Regions from separate parts of the Mus musculus genome. Here all the other regions are linked to region 4. A link is a contact called in public Hi-C, HiChIP or PLAC-seq and promoter capture Hi-C data. All regions are on one chromosome and are shown on one strand. Each heading gives the region's core, a stretch centred on a gene start, on an enhancer-like site or on the middle of the called end of the contact. The rest is flanking DNA. Distances are from core to core; before and after follow the strand shown. Region 1 overlaps Suclg2 (succinate-Coenzyme A ligase, GDP-forming, beta subunit). Region 2 overlaps Suclg2 (succinate-Coenzyme A ligase, GDP-forming, beta subunit). Region 3 overlaps Suclg2 (succinate-Coenzyme A ligase, GDP-forming, beta subunit). Region 4 holds the start of Suclg2 (succinate-Coenzyme A ligase, GDP-forming, beta subunit).

What was found. Promoter capture Hi-C pulls out the DNA fragments that hold promoters and counts their contacts. A called contact is a pair of places that touch in the nucleus more often than the background predicts. HiChIP or PLAC-seq counts read pairs in DNA pulled down with a chosen protein or histone mark.
Region 1: a contact with region 4 is called in an H3K27ac HiChIP or PLAC-seq map of microglia, with 5 times the contacts expected there. The contact joins the enhancer-like site here to the promoter of Suclg2 in region 4. A contact is called at or near these places in 6 of 39 promoter capture datasets (the 3T3-L1 cell line, 3T3-L1-derived adipocytes, the C10 cell line and 2 more), 10 of 484 Hi-C or Micro-C datasets (B cells, the G1E-ER4 cell line, the N1E-115 cell line and 6 more), 5 of 115 datasets of contacts at active chromatin or transcription factors (Th17 cells, differentiating embryonic stem cells, embryonic stem cells and 2 more) and 2 of 9 other capture datasets (embryonic stem cells and liver).
Region 2: a promoter capture Hi-C map of liver shows a contact between it and region 4, with 2.8 times the contacts expected there. The contact joins the enhancer-like site here to the promoter of Suclg2 in region 4. A contact is called at or near these places in 5 of 39 promoter capture datasets (3T3-L1-derived adipocytes, the HPC-7 cell line, hippocampal neurons and 2 more), 5 of 484 Hi-C or Micro-C datasets (MC3T3-E1-derived osteoblasts, cerebral cortex and liver), 5 of 115 datasets of contacts at active chromatin or transcription factors (bone marrow-derived macrophages, embryonic forebrain, embryonic stem cells and 1 more) and 3 of 9 other capture datasets (adipose tissue, embryonic stem cells and pancreatic islet).
Region 3: a contact with region 4 is called in a Hi-C map of the HPC-7 cell line, with 1.7 times the contacts expected there. The contact joins the enhancer-like site here to the promoter of Suclg2 in region 4. A contact is called at or near these places in 4 of 39 promoter capture datasets (3T3-L1-derived adipocytes, the C10 cell line, the HPC-7 cell line and 1 more), 2 of 484 Hi-C or Micro-C datasets (the HPC-7 cell line and nephron progenitors), 4 of 115 datasets of contacts at active chromatin or transcription factors (fetal liver, forebrain, microglia and 1 more) and 4 of 9 other capture datasets (adipose tissue, embryonic stem cells, liver and 1 more).

What each region holds. Positions count from the first base shown.
Region 1 is chr6:95,483,098-95,485,965 of GRCm38.p6, reverse strand. All of the region lies in intron 10 of Suclg2 (succinate-Coenzyme A ligase, GDP-forming, beta subunit), which reads left to right. Among named protein-coding and RNA genes, the nearest start is that of AY512915, 150 kb to the right of the region's middle. Within about 2 kb of position 1,360, at least 34 of the 459 cell types and tissues checked have an H3K27ac peak or open chromatin away from gene starts, as enhancers often do. A contact at or near this core is called in the N1E-115 cell line, cerebral cortex and microglia, where this site is marked.
Region 2 is chr6:95,510,676-95,513,503 of GRCm38.p6, reverse strand. All of the region lies in intron 9 of Suclg2 (succinate-Coenzyme A ligase, GDP-forming, beta subunit), which reads left to right. Among named protein-coding and RNA genes, the nearest start is that of AY512915, 180 kb to the right of the region's middle. Within about 2 kb of position 1,568, at least 6 of the 459 cell types and tissues checked have an H3K27ac peak or open chromatin away from gene starts, as enhancers often do. A contact at or near this core is called in hepatocytes and liver, where this site is marked.
Region 3 is chr6:95,551,351-95,554,406 of GRCm38.p6, reverse strand. The region is part of intron 9 of Suclg2 (succinate-Coenzyme A ligase, GDP-forming, beta subunit); the gene reads left to right. Among named protein-coding and RNA genes, the nearest start is that of Suclg2, 170 kb to the left of the region's middle. Within about 2 kb of position 1,641, at least 39 of the 459 cell types and tissues checked have an H3K27ac peak or open chromatin away from gene starts, as enhancers often do. A contact at or near this core is called in the HPC-7 cell line, microglia and regulatory T cells, where this site is marked.
Region 4 is chr6:95,717,387-95,720,254 of GRCm38.p6, reverse strand. Suclg2 (succinate-Coenzyme A ligase, GDP-forming, beta subunit) reads left to right here and starts at 1,409. Exons shown (of 11, transcript NM_011507.3): 1 at 1,409-1,566. The coding sequence starts at 1,480.

The sequences.
Region 1 (2,868 bases), core at 111-2,610, 230 kb after region 4:
CACTGAAATTTGAATTTCATGTAATTTTCATGTATCACAAAATATTATTCTGATTTTTTGCCCAGCTATTTAAAAATATGAAAACTATTCTTAGCTTACAAGTAGCATGCAAAGAGACTGTGGGCTGCATTGGGCTTAAAAGCCAGCGTGTGCCAGCCCTGATTTAGAACAGGAGGCTGAATCAGGCCTGTGATAGCTCACTGATTGCTTGACCAAGTAGATTCCCTAGTACCTGAGCCTCAGTTTCCCCCAGTGAGATGAAGTGAAGGCTTAGCTTAAAGAATTACCAGCATTCTTTTTTGCATGGTGCTCTATGGTACATGGCCAGCGTGTGGTTTTGATTTCAGATAAATCTGAACTCTACTCTTTTTCTATCTTCCAACTTTCTGGGAGTCATTAGGTCAGCTGCTAAGTTCCTGGTACCTTGGGTACTTTATCTGTGAAGTTGGGCTAAAATGATGTTGCTTTTAGATTTGCTTTGAGAATTGAGTTTTATGATATTTAAGAACCAGTAATCATACATAGACAGCAAGCTTATACTGTTTTTAATATTATCTTCGTAGTCTCTTTTAAAATCTGGTAACATGTAGTCAATATGTACTTAATAGTGGCGTTGTATTCTTTTAAAAGGAGCAAAAACCTGAATGATCAGGCCAGGGAGTTGACTTAGTTATAGTATAGAGCCCGCTGCACAAACATGAGGACCTGAGTTCAGATCCCAAGAGCCCATGTTAGCAGGAGGGGCAGCAGAGTTCACACCTGTAACCCCTGGGCTGGGCTGGGCTAGGCTGGGCTGGGCTGGGCTGGGCTGGGCTGGGCTGGGCTGGGCTGGGCTGGGCTGAGCTGGGCTGAGCTGGGCTGGGCTGGGCTGGGCTGAGCTGGGCTGGGCTGAGCTGGGCTGGGCTGAGCTGTGGAGGTAACAGTGAAGGGAGGTAAGCAGGTGCCAGTTTCTGGCCAGCCAGTCTGGCCAATTTGGTAAATTGACCTCTAGGTTCAGTGAGAAACCCTGTCTGAAAACATATGGTAGAGAGTGATCAAGGAATATGCTCAGTGTTGATCTCTGGCCTCCATAGACATACATGTGTACACACACATTTATATAAAAACATACATGCATGCATATGTACATACATACATACACACATACGCACATCTGAATGCCTATAAAAGCAGTAATTCAAGAGAGGCGTCTGCACTGGACAGTGTTATCCTCTGCTCCTGGGGTAAAGGCCAGCCTGAGTTGGGGCAGGGCAGAGGCTGCATCTCTTCACTCAAACCCTGTCAGCCCTGCCCAGTGTCCTCTCTCTTGCATGGTGAAAGCACAGGGTGGATTGATAAATTACCCCTGCATCTCTGTTTACAGCTCTCTTCCTCCACCCAGTGGCAGGAAGCCACTATAGACCACTTGGAAGCAGAGACGTTTTTACCTGCTTCATGTGCTTCTTTTTCTCATGTCTGCTAGCAGCCGAGTAGGAGTCTGTGCTGAGCCAGTGCCCCCTTTGTTTCTCTACACGCTGTCATTCTCAAGGCCTGGAAGTGGGTAGGTAGCCACATGGCCAGACAGCGGTCAAGAAGCCAGAGTTGAGAAGTGACAGCCAGCTGAGCTGTGCGGGTTGATCGGTTATGTGTATGGGTGGTTATTAGCATGTTGTCCTGCAGCCCCATTGAGAAGCATGGCAGCATTTAATAAATATTAAAGCATATCAGCAGCACCATTTAAGTGTGGGAAAGTGATCAGTCCCCATCCTAATTGTGTGCAGGGCATAAACACACTCTTTAGAACACTTAATTCCATGTCAGAGTTTAAAGTGGCTGTGATGGTTTCTACTTAGAAATAAAGTCAGAAAGGGGGCTTGGAATAGATGTCAGCCATGGAGGTCAGAAAGAAGCCTCAAACGCGCCAATAACACCATTCCCCCAAAGATGGAGACACTCACAAGCATTTGCCCAGGGCATCCTCACTCCCCATGACCTGATTTTTACTGGCTCCTTTTTCTTTGCAATCTCTCTTCTCTTTCCCCTCCAGCTGCTTCCTCAACCAGAAGGAGGAAGCAAATGGTAGTAATTGCTGGCCAGGCCAGGATGCGGGCAAAGCCTAGCCATGCAGGGGAAGAGAGGGAGACAAAGGACAGGGCAAGTGCGGAGGCCACATGGCAAGCTCCCCAATTCCTCACCCTGCCTTTCTCTCCTCACATGCTCATCCTTCTCTGGCTTGTTCCCCATGATGTCCTCCTCACCTGTGTCCTGGGTTGGCCTCCCCCCAGCCTCCTTCTGACCTCCGTCTGCTCATGGCGGCTCTCTCTGGATTCACTTCTCAGTGCAGTCCAGTTTATTCCTGGGCTCTTTGAGTGTTACAATCCCTTCACACCCTGCTTCTTCCAAGTGTGATAGTATGTGCTTAATAATTAAGACTGTAATTAAAGTATAACAGCAAGTATAATTAAAATTCGCTTTAGTAGATCCTGAAATTATAAAGCAATTAGGTATTTTGGTGTGGCACTGAAGATGCCGCCAGGAGGTAGAGGGAAGGCTCCCTTCACCGTTTCCCCGACTGCACCCATCAACATAACTCGAGTGTGAGGACTCTCTTCACTTGGCTCACCACATGGTAAGAGAATTGTTTGCAGCTTAGAGCCTGCCCTGGAGAGTAGCCAGGGCAAATGGAATGCCAGGACATGGAGTCACTGCCAAGGCCTCTGGAGAACCCTCAGCTCTTCAAAATGATCAGAGAAGGATCTGTCCAAACCTCTGTCCTCAGGCATCATCGTTTGTGACTGTGGCTGTCCTTACCCAGTCTGTCAGCTCACATGTAACATGTAGCTGATACTGCAAGATTCCCTGAGAAGCAAACCCAGCGCTGACAGGGAC
Region 2 (2,828 bases), core at 319-2,818, 210 kb after region 4:
AACAGTCACAGTCGTCACATTCCACCTTCATCTTGCATTAGACTTGTTATTTACAGAAACAGTGGGTTTTGCTATTAACTAAATTTATCTTCATTTCTCTGTGCTGTGAAATGTGAATCTGTGCAGGCCTAAGTTTTGGCTCTGTCTGCTTAGCTATTTTTTTTAATTGATGTCAGTCATGAATAAAGAAGAAGAAATTACCCATAGAAGTAATTGTTTTTCTTTTCTTAGGAACAGTTAGCCTGTGGAGGCCATTATGTTGTGGGGATAGACAGATAGACTGCCTGTTTATAGATTAATAAATGGGTCCTTCACCAAGTTTCCAGTTGTGTGAGTGTTTTCTATATCAATTCCCCAGCTAATGGTGATGGAGTACACATGTTCACATTCATCAAGGTGACATAAGTCTGAGATGATTGGACAATGTTGTTCACAAAGAATGAGCCAATAAATATTCTTAATCTGTACCAGTGTAGCTCTCATACAAATAAAATATAGCGTTCTAGTTTCATTTCTGTTGCTGTGATAAAATACCCTGACAAAAAGGAAGGAACTTAGAGGAAAGAGTTTTTCAGCTTACATTTCTAGGTTATTGCCCATCACCATGGGGAAGTCAAGCCAGGAACCTCAAACAGCTAGACACCTGACATCCACAGTCAAGAGTGGAGAGAAAGGAATGGAAACATACTGCTTGCTTACTCATCTTCATTTTCCACTCATAAAGTTCAGCACCCACTGCCTAAGGAATGGTGCTGCCCACAGTGGTCTGGGTCTTCTCACACCAGTTAACTAAGAGGGTTCATCACAGACGTGCCATTAGGTCAACCCAGTACGGACAGTCCCTCATTGAAGCTTTTCTTCGAAGGTGATTCTAAGTTGTGTCAAATTGACAAATTAAAACTGGCCATGGATTACAGCTACTACTTCATTAGGAATGACTGTTCTCCATGAAAGGGACTACCTTTTACGTTTGGAAGCCATTTTTGTTACCAGAATATTTCTTTTCCTTTTGACCTAGTCACTTTCTGAAAAGAGTTAATGGGCTGGAAAAATGATTACTTGAGAATTTGCAGAAGAGTCCAAGCCCTGGGGTATTTATGGTCACATGACCACAGTGTAGAAGTGAAGGCCAGAGGACAAGTTCCAGAAATCAGTTTTCCCCTTCTGCCTTGCTTTGAGGCAGGAGCTCTCTTGTTTCTCTCACTGTGTTGCAATCTCCAAACTAGCTGACACAGAAGCTTCCAGCTAATTCTCCATGTCTACCTCTATCTTGCCAGAGGATGGTGGCGATTGCAGATGTACTACCACAGCTAACTTTGTACATGTGCTTTGGGGATTAAACCCAGGTTTTCAGGTTTTTATGGTAAGACACTAAAAGTCCATTTTCTTAAAAGTCTATTTCTTGTGATTGGGTTTTGTCAGTTTGACAGAAACTCAGACATATCTGGGAAAGTGGGAATCTAAACTGAGATGATAACTCCAAAAATGTGGCCTGTAGGCAAGTCTATTGAGTTACCTTCTTGATTAATGATTGATGTAGAAGCCTGCACCACCACACTGTATGGCACCATTCCTGGACAGATGGTCCTGTTGCGTAAGGGAGGTAGGCTATGCAAGAGCTGAGGAGCAAACCAGTGAGCAATTGCCCTTCACATGCCCTTTGCTTCAGTCCCTGCCTCAAGTTTCTGCCCTGACTTTCTTCAGTGATGGACTGCAATGTGGCCTATAAGCTGAAATAAAAGCTTTCCTTCCCAAGTTGTTTGTGGCCATTGTGTTTTATCACAGCAAGAGACAGTTAACTAAAATACCATCCTAATGTTCATTTCTTAGGTGAGGCTTACATGTCTGTCCTTTTTTAAAAAAGCTTTTTACCTATTGGTAAACGTTGTTACTGTCTCTTTGTTCTTCTTTTTATGCCTAGATGACTCTGTGGCCAAATTATACATGCAGTTAGCTCTTACAGTAAATATTACAGACACGCCAAACAGAAACCCAGGCATTCAGGTTGTCCAAGTGGTTTTTATAATTGTGGTTCTAACTCTGATACTAGTTCAAAAGAATATAGGAAGTGACTCTGTAATGGATACTAAACACATCTGCTTTATTCTCCAAATCTCTTTCTTTTTAACCCAAGCCCAACCAACATACGTATGCCCAGAGGAATTTCCTTCCTCCTTGAAAATCCTTTGAATAGTTGACTCAGCCATGGTTTCTGTGTTTGCTGACAAATGGAGAATCAGCTGTAGGCCATGCAGGTCAGGGTATTCTTGGTTGCTGTTTCTAAGTGAAAACTTTCTTTAGATAACATAAATTTAACACAAGTAGGAAGAAAGGGCATCTCTGTAGATGAGGCTGAGGTTTTTGTGGCACAGAACCACAAATATCCCAAGTCTTGGACACTTCATTAGAACACTCAAGTAAGCATTTTTCCAACCCATTACCTCTTTTCAGAGAGTGATTAAATTAGTTAGTTAGGTTAGAACACAGAGAGTTTATGGAGCCGCTCAGATCAAGAGCCCAAGTCATTTGACCAGAGGATGATGCTGTTTGGGGAACATTACCTAGTGTGTGAGTTTAGAATTTTATGGTGCAGCATTTACATTGTTTTCTACCTGTTAAGCTGCTGTTCGAGTTGCAAGGTTGCCTGTACCTACATAGTGCTAGAAGTCCATATGCATTTTGCTTATATGCACCTAACATAAATAAGTAATGAGATTGTTGGTGCTTATGTAACTTCAGAGCTGGGCAACAACTGTATAATACAGTCATTTTAACTCTGGTGCTCCTCAGACAGTCACTGTTAGCAGGTTGGAGGCCTCCCTCACAGA
Region 3 (3,056 bases), core at 392-2,891, 170 kb after region 4:
CAGAGATCCACCTGCCTCCCAAGTGCTGGGATTAAAGGCGTACGCCACTACTGCCCAGCAGAAGTCCCTTTTTTTATGGAAATGAAAACAGTAAAATATTCATAGGTATTGTTGTGCAACATTGCTTTTGGTGTGTCAAAAAAGAAATGTGATTTGACCTGTCATTCTCAGGCACATGTTACGAGCATTCAGAATGAACAAAGTCAGTGGTAGAGATAAATCTGTTTATAATGTAACATGTTCCTGTTGCTCTCTCTGTGTTTATTAAGTGCGGGCTGTCCAACAGTGTGAACATACACATGAAAAGTTTGTGAGAGTTTTGTTTGTTTGTTTGTTTGTTTGTTTGTTTTGAAGTGTTATTTTGGGCTTGGGAGATGGCTCAGCACTTAAAATGCTTGCTATACAAGCAAGACGACCCACGCTTGTATGCCCAAAACCCACATAAACACGAGGCAGGTAAGGTTCCTTTAGTTCTAGCCTCAGAATGCAGAGCCTGGGCTAGGGGATGCTCTAGAACAAACTGACTGCCCAGGCTAGCCCTATTGGCAACCTTTCGTTTTGATTGAGGGACCCTGTCTCAGAGAATAGGAGGATTCTGCAGGAAGATTCCTGACATCTTGACTTCTGCTTCCCACCTCTGGGAGCACATGTGAACATGCACACATGCACAGGCTCACCCCCTGCTTGTGAAAAGAAGAAAAAGATGGTTTCATTCATTTGTATGTATATGTGTGTGCGTCTCTTTCTTCACATGTGACCTCTGCAGAAAGAAGTTCTTTGTATGTCTTCTTTTTTTTTTTTTTTCATGATCTTGAGTGAATACAGGGTAGATATGCATCATGGATGTGTTTGGTTCAAGAAAACATTTAGTTGGCATTGATAACTGGGCTCCTCCGAAACTGTAGCATTTCTCCCTGGAGCCAGAGTGTGTCTTTTAAAAGGAAAAGAAGAGCTGAACAGGGTCTAAGTTTTTCCACATGGAAATCGATAGCGGCAAGGGCAGACCCACTCCATCCTGTCAGATGCCATCTTGATAAGCGTGGCTGCTTTCCGAGTTAGTAATGGCAGAACATCAGATTTTGCTTCCCTCACAAGACAGAGCTATAAATTGAGAAGTTTATTTTTTCCTTCCTTAAAAGCTGCAAAAAAGCCCTTTAGATACATGGAGGCCGTCAGTGCAACCAAGCCGACTCTCCAGCAAGCCCTTTCAGTTACCTGGTATATGAACACCCATTTCATACAATCTGGTTGTTTGGTTTTGATTTTTTATTTAAAGTACCTATAAAAAGCTAACCAGCATAAGTTTGGTTTTTTAGGGTAGAGTGTTTTGACAGAGATGCAACATAAAGGCTGGGCAGGAGATGCAATATACAGAAGCCTCAGCCTTTGGTCTTTCTCTCACCACAATTAGCAACACAACCTTAGAGCCTACTTGTCAAAGTCTATCATGCTGGAGAACCACCCAGAGAGCTGGGTACAGCACATACTGCCAGGTGCCACTCTGGATAATTTTCTTCAGGTCAAGAAGCCAAAAATTGGGCAGGAATGAGTGTATTTGTCACAGTCTCAAGACCTGACCCAGACAGGATCTTGTGAACAAATATTAGGGGGAGTGGCAAGGGACTAGGAGAGGCTGGCTCTGACCCGGCAGACAGGAAGGTGTGGGAAGATGGTCTGTCAGTCTGTGAGCCAGACACAACCAGAAGAGGCCCCAAGTTTCCTAGGACTGCATCTCACCGGGTTCCATTAAGTTGGAAATTACAGTCTGAGCCCAGCTACCGCTGGCAAGCAATCTACTATTTGGTGGAGTCTCAACAGTAAGTCTTGAGTTACTGCAAGTGGGGTGAGCAGAGAGGGGGTCTGTAAAGTAGTGACACATGAGTGAACAAAGGGACCGAGCAAGCAGAGCAGAGAAAAAGGGAAGTGCAGCAGCTGAAGGCCAAGAGAAGAACGCTGAGGAGGCTAAGCTTAGGCTGGGCTCCCCTCAGGGTGGGTGAACGACCAAATTAGGAGTTTGGGATTTTATTCTTAGAGAGAGGAGTGGGGAGAAAGAGAAATCTCACAAAGACTTGCCACACCACCAGAATGACCAAATCTTAGGAGAGGGTGGGGTCTGCATTGTGGGAAGGGAACAGAGGAAATAGCTTACTGACGTGATCAGTTCTTCCTAGTCTGGACATCCCTGGCCACAGGCTTTCGAGGCCTTGGGTTTTCTACAAATCCCTGGGCTTTTGAGAGCCCTCCGATCTTCAAAACATCACACTGTGGATGTAGCCACATAGATTCAGATAGCTTCACAGAGCTATACCACTACAGCCAAACCAGCTGAAAGCCTGGCCTATCAGTCTCGTTTCTTTTCCTATATATTATTACAGAAACTGTATGCACACTGACACCTGAGGGAGAACTCAAGCAGAGTATCTCTTAACATTCAGAGGTAACAAAGGTAAATACATGAGTAGAATGTTCATAAATATAGTTACCAGTAAATTCTTCCCTACCGATCCCTGTCTCCCCATAGCTCTTGCTGGGGAGATGGCTCAGTTGGTAAAGTGCTGGCCATGTATGCCTGTGGACCTGAGTTCCCATCCCCTGCATCCATGTAAAGGCCAGTTATGAAAGCTTTAACTGCATCTCTGAGGGGCTCTTGGGGGCTGGAGTTAGAAAGATCATAGGGGTCACTAGCCAGCCACCCTCGCAGTTGGTGAGCTCTAGGTTCATTGAGGGTCATTGTCACAAAAACAATGTATGGTATAACTAAGAAAGAGACCGAGTGTTAACCCTTGGCACCTCAGTGTGCACACAAGTGCACATGTGCCAGCGCACGCATGCACATGGACACACGGGAATGTGCAACCCAGCATGTTAAGAAAGTGGGAACACAAGTTTGCACTTAGATTAGGGCAGGTTTTCAGACTCCTCTCTCAGTCCTTACCACGCCTACTTTGAGCCTAGAGGCTCTGAGACAGTTCTCGTGTCTGCTGTTTGGACCAGGTTTTAGCTGAGTGAATAAAGACCCAATGGTTAAAATTTAGAAGTGTGTCCCTTGGCATTGA
Region 4 (2,868 bases), core at 160-2,659:
GAGATTTTTGTCTCTGGAGAATAAGGTGGAGATAGGGCAAGTCACAGCACACGCACACACACACACACACACACACACACACACACACACACACACACACACACAAAGAGAATAGATTCTGTGGGTAAGGTTTTGAGGAGGAAAAGGCTTATCAAGGACAGATGTGGGCCAAATGTAAATCCTCGGTGAAGCGGCATAAAGACTGTTGGGGTCTCTTGGAGTAATGTTCCTACAGCTTCTCTGTCAATGTGAATTTACATCAAATGGAAGTTTAAAGGAAGCCGACAGAGGACACTCTTGTGAGGGGACTGTTGCTATAGTGTCCCTTGTCTGTCTTGTGATCATAAAAAAACAAAAACAAACCCAACACCCAATTAAAAAATATCCCCAAGTAGTGCTGAGGGGGTGAAACATGAGTTTGAATCTCATATCTCATTATCTAGCCCCTGTTATGTTTCTTATCTGTTGTATGCCTCAGTTTTCTCTTCTGCAGAATGAGTATAGAAATGCCATCTACCTAAAATGTCGCCATGAAGCTTAAATGTGTTCCTAATTGTTCAATGTCTGGTACATACTAGTTGTTACTGTGATTTGTATTTTATGTAAGTGCATAGCAGCCTGGATACTGTACACAAACACTTTTCTCCTTGTAGAGTAGAAAATCCAGCAATAGCTTTTTATTAATTTAAGGTTAAGTAGCAAGAAAACAGATGTCACTAAGGTAGGCCCAAAACCCTCCATCACTTTCGCAAAGAGACAGGGTGGTGCCTGTTTATAATCACAGTATTTTGGAAGTAGAGGCAGGGTCAGGAGTTCGAGATGAATTTCTGGCCAATGGAAGATAGACAAAAACCCTATCTCAAAAACCAAAACCAAAACAACAAACCACTACTACCCAACCAAAACCCAGTACACTCACAACACCCACACCCAAGCTTGTGCCCCCACATGGCCCAGGAACTAAGGGTAGCATTGATCCTAATTCCTTCCCTTGGAACATTACTCTCTCCAAGGTGTGTCCTCTGAAGGTGGTATCAGTTCCTAGGGCCAGACCTAGCAGCCCTCACTGCAGTGTCAAGGTCTAATCTGTCACTCCCAGGGCCAGTTTTAAGTCAGTGCCCCTGGGGCTGAGATCTGCTTTTGCCTGAAAGCCAGGCAAGATGCAGTAAGCTCTGGGAAGCCACATGGCCTTGGGGTGAGATGGTGAAGGTAGTGGGGGGTAGGGGTAACAAGGTGAGGAGTGGGTGGGGGGGTCTTCCACCGCCCCCAGCCCCCTCCTTCCTTTCTTTTTCCCAATTCCCTCACCCCAGCTCTCTACTGCACCCGCTTTCCTCCCCGCCCTTTCTCCCGCCCCGCCCCTCCTTTCTAGCTCCGTCCCTCCTCTCCTGCCCCGCCCCCTCCCGAGGCCTGGGCCCGGGCGGGCTCCCTCCTCCGCCCCCTCCCTCCCCCTCGCCGCCTCTCTTCAGGTTCCTGGTTAAGATGGCGTCCCCGGTGGCCATCGCGGCGCAGGCTGGGAAGCTTCTGCGAGAGCGAGCGCTGCGGCCGCTCCTGGCGGTCAGGTCCCAGGTGAGCGCGGCCCGGGCCACGCGAGCCACCCGCCGTGGTGCCCCATGCTCCGCGGCCTCTTCGCCCCGCGCGACCCCTGGCGATCCGGTGCTCCCCGCAGCGCGGCGGGCTGTGCGGCGTCCGAGGTGTCGGGGATCGCGGGGGTCAGAGTGCACACCCCACGACCCGGATCGTTCTAATGGCTCCCATCAGCCTTGCCCGGGCACTGGCACCCCGCGCTGGGGGCGAGTTCCCAAAAGTTGGGCGCACTGTTGGAACGCAGAGGTTTCTCAGCCGCTTACTGGCTCTGCCCGGGGGCGGCTCTAAGCCCGAGCTCGCTCGGCAGCCACGTGCTCGCTCCCCAGACTCCCGAGGCAGCTCACCTGCCCCAGTCAACCCCGCGGGGTGTCGCTTGTGACCCCCTTGTGCTTGTCTGTGGGGACCTGCAGGGGTCCAGGAGGATAGTAGAAGTGGAGTCTTGTATGAAAGGCCTGTGTGAAAACTCCTGCCTGCCCACTTGGTCCGTGCCTCCTAGAGACTTAACTAGTGTTAGACTCAGCAGCTCCTTCCTCCACGTTGCTCTCTTGTTGAATTTACCTTCTTCCATTGCAAGCGTCGCAGTAGCGAGGCTTTGGAAGGGAAATTGTGAGTTGGCATTGACACTTGGGAGAAGTCATCCAACTACTAGTCTTCCTACTTTCTCTAGTTTACCCGCCCCGCCTCCCCCCCCAACCCCCCCCCCCCCCCGCAAGAAAAACTTTCCAGTCCAATGAGAGGCAAATCACTACATTCTGACCAAGGCATGCATAGGGCACTAGGAAAAACGAAAAGAAAATAACTTACTAATGATTTTTTTTTTGTTTCTCTAAACTTTGGATCATTATGACATCTGTGAAGGTTTTTTTTTTCTTCTTTTCATTACCTGACATTCCATTTCTCTGTTATTGTTAATGGGAATTTAAGAGGCGCTAATAGTTATTACTGTAATATCCTTAACAGGCACTTGACAGTATGGTGGGTAAAGGAGAGGGATGGCGGTTTGTCTAATTAAAATCACAGATACCTGCTATAATAGAGTGAGGAGAGATCTCCAGGCGATCTGAGTCCTGTTCATTATTTAAGTGTTATATATAAAAAAACAAGAGCTGGGGTGCTGTTGCAGTAGGTTTGAATTGATGAGAAACATGGAGCCTAGGGCAGTCAAAAATGAAGAGTGAGAAATGATTGTTCAGAGAAACCTAAAACAGAATGTTTAGCTGGCTGGCGTATGTTGTCACCTTCCCTATCCAAGTTGTCATCTTCCCTATCCAAGTCGTGGAAACC